Regions from separate parts of the Gossypium hirsutum genome. Here region 2 is linked to region 1. The links are chromatin contacts, called in public Hi-C maps. All regions are on one chromosome and are shown on one strand. Each heading gives the region's core, a stretch centred on a gene start, on an enhancer-like site or on the middle of the called end of the contact. The rest is flanking DNA. Distances are from core to core; before and after follow the strand shown. Region 1 holds the start of LOC121219503. Region 2 holds the start of LOC107955737 (COBRA-like protein 2).

Region 1 (2,700 bases), core at 179-2,678:
TGTTACGAAATGATATGATATGATACAATATGTTATGTTTTAATAAGATATATTTTGATATGAAATCTGATATGCTGTGAGACAAATTGATGATTATGATTACCTATATTGAAATTATGGGCCAAATTACACACTGGGCTTAAAGCTCACGCCTAAGTTCTTTCAAAATTATACAATCATTTCTTTTGCTAGTACGATGTAACCTCCGTGATCCGACCATAAAGTCTAGGCCGGGTATGGGGTGTTACAGATTAACCCTTTCAAATTTTATGGTTGTCCTTCTCAACAGCACTATCTTCAAGGTTCAAATATGGTTTTTTTTAATTTAATATATATTATCATTATACCTAACTTGGTCACCTAACCCGAGCTATAAGGTATTACAACTGTTAAATATCACTATCATTCAAAGATTCGACATAAATAATCAATAAATCTATTAAATGACATTAATACAAGTATAATGAGATTTACAATCAAAACCAGACATTAATCGAGCATTCAAAACTCTTAAAGTAACTCAGAATCAAATCAAGACTGATTTGAAACTTAAAAAAAAAAATTGAAGTAAAATGAAAACAGGTTCCCATTTGCTATCATATCTTAGCATGTGACTTTTTGTAGTTTTATTATATTTGTGAACATCTAATATATTATATTTTATGTTAATGTAATAGTAAGAGATTCTTTTAAATGAATATTTTGGTTGACATTAAATGTTGTGTTTAATTTTTTAACTCTCTATCCATTTCCCTTATAAAAGAAACTTATATATTTTATAAGAAAAATTATTTATCAACAAATTTATATTTAGCATGTAAAGTTTGTTTTATATACAAATCATATCAAGTTATATATATTTTTTATTTTTAATATCAATAAAATCTTAAAATTATGAAAATAAGGAAGTTTAATATAAGATTTAATCCTTTTTAATTAATCAAATTTATTGTTTATTTCATAAGAATAAATTTATTTATTCATTTAAGGATAGTAAAAATTATAAGTTTGAAAATATAAAATTTTAATATAAACATTAATTCTTTATTTATTATCACATAAATTTACAAAAAAAATGTTTTAAAAAATTAAAATTATAATATTTTAATAAAATTAAAGTTTAGATAAATATTATTAATAGAAAAAAATGAAATTTTAAAAATTTTATGAAATAGTAATAAAAATAAAATGATATATTAAAATTAAAATTTTTATTTATTTAAAATTAATTTATCTAAAACATATATGATTAGAATTAAAAGTATGAGGTAAATTTTATTTATAATAAAATAATTTACCAATGAAAATTAGAAGTTTTGAACAATTAGATGGGCTTTCGGCTAGAAATCAATAACCAAAAGTTCAGAACTTATTGGCCCAAGCACACTAAATAAAAAAAGATAAAAATTGGCCCATGCAGGTCTCGAACCTGCGACCTTCGCGTTATTAGCACGACGCTCTAACCAGCTGAGCTAATAGGCCTCCGACGATCAATAAAATAGTTAATAGTATTTTTTTAAAAAAAGGAAGGACATTTCAAAACTGCAGGGTGACCGATTGAATCGATAAGGTTTAAGATATCTGAACAGAAGAAACGTACGAATAATGGAACACATAACAGCAAGCGAAGTTGCAGGCTTTGGAGTTGGCACTTTGTTACTATGTGCTACAATTGCTGCCCCCAAAGTTGATGCTTTCATTTCTGCTTCTCAGAGAAGGTAATTGCAACTTTTTTAAACCCATTTCTTTTTGCTGTGTTTCCAAGTTTGAATCATTTTTTTTCTTTTTCTTTTTTGAGTTTGTGAGTAAAACTCAGTTTTTTTTTTACAAGTTTTGAAACTTCGAAAAAGTTAACATTTTTGTTACTGGGTATGAGTAAAATTTGGTAATTTGATTGTTAGTTTGGTTGATGAATTCTCAGTTGTGATACCTTAAGTTATTTTGATTTAGCTGTTGTTGTTGTTCACTTTGTTGGTTTACACTTGGATGTCCTTTGGACATTAGGAAAGCTATCATTGTACTTTAATTCAATTTAAAATTGCAATGCCTTGTATATTAGGATTGATTTTAATTGTGGGGTTATTTTGATTCTTTATAAAATGATTGCCATATCTTCATGTTTGATTTCTGTTCTTTGTGATTGATTCTATCTCAAACAAATGCACTGCCTTACCTAGAGTTATGTGAAAATATCTCCCCATCCACAAAATTCTTGTGGTGTAAGCTATTCTTAGGTAACAAAAGAAAATGGCATCTGTGTGGAGTTGTTGACCAATGTCTTTTATTGTCTTTTACTCATGTTGTACTAGGATTTATCCTAGTTGGTTCATGCGGTAACTTTGAAGAGGTAATGTTTAGCAGGTTTAGAGGTCAAATTCTGAAATCCGCAATACCTTCCCCTATCTCCAAGTTATGATCTCCTTTGGAACAAAAAAAGGAAATGGCCCTGAAGTACTAGACTAAATTTAAGTATAATGCTTTTGGAATCATCAGCTTGGCTTTCCTCTTTGTGATGTAGTTATCTTGCTGTAGTACTTATAGTTCACTTATTTTAGGAAAACTTGGATGCCTAGAATGGAATGCATATAAAGGTTGCCTTTTTGGTTTTTTTGAGGATAAACTTAAGGATTAAGCTAGGAATGGCTTAGGGCAAAAAGGGGTGAAGGTCTAGAATCATTGTCAAGTGAATGAATTAAGTCT
Region 2 (2,896 bases), core at 394-2,893, 330 kb before region 1:
GTATCAAATAAACATTTTAACTTTCCATTGTAATTTTTATAACAATTTCAAACACTTAAAATTAACAAATCACGTTTTGCACGTTACATTTTAAAAATACTTTTTTGCAAAGAGCAGAAAATTTTTAAAGTAATTCTCAATAGCAAAATTAATATCAAACTGGCCATAAAGGGCAGCTTATTGGAAGCACAATACACAAATTGTGATTATATACATAATTGGTCCACACTAATCCGACCCACTCTCTTCCATATTTTTATTAATGATTTTTTATAATTCATTCATGAAAATATTTTTAAATATATATATATATATATTCTATTGACTGATTTTACTTTTAATTATTTGAATTCTATAAATAATTGCATAATAAATTTATTCTTAAACTTTAAAATTTAAACATTAAACACAAAAGGTTTAAATTGTAAACCCAAACATAAAATCATAAAATTGTAAGCCTTAACACTAAATCTTAAAATTTTAAACCTTATTCAAGAGAAATTCTAAACACTAAATGCTAAAATTTAAAATTTAAACCCTAAATCTATAACATATATAAAAAGTAAACACATTAGGTACTATAGATATTAGACCCTAAAATCGTGACAGCTGGCCTTTCGGGGAAGGTTGGCTTGGATGTCGGAATGAAAAGAAAGGGAAAGAGAGGGGAGGGAAGGTAAAATAAATAAATAAATAAATAAATAAAAGAAGATGAAGATAAAATTGTGTGTGTTTTTATTTTGTATTTAGAAGTATATTATATATTTATTATTATAAAATTTAACAATTTTTTATGAGTTAATAAATCACATAAATTTTTATTTTTTTCGGTGTTAAAAGAATAAATTCATATAATATTTTTTAGTATTTTTTAAAAGAATTACAAATGTAAAAAAAATACGTATGATAACTATATCTTGAATCAAGCATTACAATTTATGATCGAATATAGCTCATACTTCACATTAAATTTATGTATTTAAAAGAGTTTCATCTACATTTTGACTACAGGTTGATTTAAGATTTGCATTCAAATGGTTAAGGAAAAAGGTTTAAAAAATAAAATTATTTAAATAACTTCAATTTTAATTTGTAATGGCGTATTTAAAGATTTATTTATATGTTACAAGTACGCTCATTTCCTTTAGATATTTTTTATTTTAAAATAATATTTAAATAAGTGAATCTATGAAAACACTCCCAAATTATCACTTAAAATGTTTATTATCGATTGGCTAACATTATTTAAAAGAAATGAATAAATTTATATTTTCACTCTTATATCATTTTTTAAAATTTTATATGCTAAAAAAAAAGGAAGGAGGGACCATTCTCTACATTTTCCCTTAATTATAAAGATTTTAGAATAAGAATAATAAATAACTCACTGTCTCATTTCATAAGGATTGATGGTCCTACCCGGAATATATTAATAGCTAAAAGAAGAAGGGCGACGAACCATTAGCAAGTATTGCGTGGCGCCGACGACTGGCTTAGCTTTCTCTAGAACCCCTGTATGGGGCTGTCATTTTCTATTAACTCACAAACAACTGTCACCCATCATCCAATCTTTATTTCAAACCTCCTTAATCAAGCAAGCAAACATCCATCTATATAACCCATTTTCTTCCCACTTTCACACACCGTGTTTCATACGCCATTTTGTTCAATACCTTATCATGCGTTTTGCTTCTTTTTTTTTAACTAATTTCTTCATTTATATTTTAAATTAGAATAATTAACATCGAGAATTAAATTTAGTTGATGATAAGTCTAAATTAATTTGTTTTTATTTATATTTAAATCAAATGATTTAATTTTTAAATTTAACTTATGTTTGAGATGTTCGAATTCTTTTAAATATTTTTTTTATGATTTGATTTTTGATTAAATGTTTGCTTTTTTTTATTATATTTAAATTTATATAATAATGGTGGTTCCTTCCGAAACTAAAATTTGTGTTTAATTAATACTAAATTATGACATCCTTATGCTATAAGCAAGATTAGACAAAAACAAATTAGTCTGTGATTTGCTAAGATGAAAATGAAATTATTTATATATTTTTTAATGATTGTTGATGTTAAAGTTCTATATCACATGATTAATGAAAACAATTTTATAATTTAAAAGAAAAAAAGGCATTTTACAGTGAGATTAAAGTGTTCCACTACTTAAACTCAAAGTCTTAAACTTTCGTGTCATGTCCTGTTGGACGAAAAAGCTATTCATCTCCGTTCTTCTCTCTGAGTCTTCCCTGTCTGCCACAGATCTTGAGCCGAAGTCAATAACAAAAGAAGACTCCTAAAATCCTACAGAAATGGCTAATCTTTTTTTGTTCATTGCTAGATCTTTCTTCAACCTAAGCTCTTTCAGCTTCTTGCTTCTGTTTTTGCTCTCTTTCTCGAGTTTCACTGCAACAGGTCTGTACAAACTTTCTCTTTCTTTGTCTGGAAAGTTGGAATATTTGAGGTTCTTTTTAAAATGGTATTTTGATTCTTGAACGAAGTTGGTAAAATGGGCTTTCTTTAATTATGCGAAAGCTCTTCCTTTTATGGTCTTTTGAGTCGTTTTTCCTACGTTTATGTTAATGGATTTTTGTTGGTTTTGCCTGAGATTTAACTTGTCAATTATATTTCCATAATAGGCTATGATTTTTCTATCGAAATCTTGATTCTTTTGTTATCTTAATGAACAAAGCAAGTTGTGAAACTCAACTAACTGTGATTAAAAATGGTAGCCTTTAGATTGAAGGGTTTAGGAAAAAATTAGCAGTTAATGATGAAATTTGAGTAATTTCCATTTATTTAGAATCATAACTTTCCTTTCCCTTGAAGAAAACTTAAATGTCTTATCATACAGTTTCCATGCATTATTGGTTTAGTGAGAAAATGAA

The links. Hi-C and Micro-C count contacts between places; a contact is called where the count stands out from the background.
Region 2: a Hi-C map of leaf shows a contact between it and region 1, with 4 times the contacts expected there. The contact joins the promoter of LOC107955737 here to the promoter of LOC121219503 in region 1. A contact is called at or near these places in 2 of 34 Hi-C or Micro-C datasets (both in leaf).

Annotation. Positions count from the first base shown.
Region 1 is chrD07:47,760,808-47,763,507 of Gossypium_hirsutum_v2.1, reverse strand. It overlaps LOC121219503, which reads left to right and starts at 1,428. Exons shown (of 2, transcript XM_041097773.1): 1 at 1,428-1,718. The coding sequence starts at 1,606. TRNAI-AAU (transfer RNA isoleucine (anticodon AAU)) reads right to left here and starts at 1,482; the gene lies at 1,409-1,482.
Region 2 is chrD07:48,091,312-48,094,207 of Gossypium_hirsutum_v2.1, reverse strand. It overlaps LOC107955737 (COBRA-like protein 2), which reads left to right and starts at 1,643. Exons shown (of 6, transcript XM_016891546.2): 1 at 1,643-2,423. The coding sequence starts at 2,321.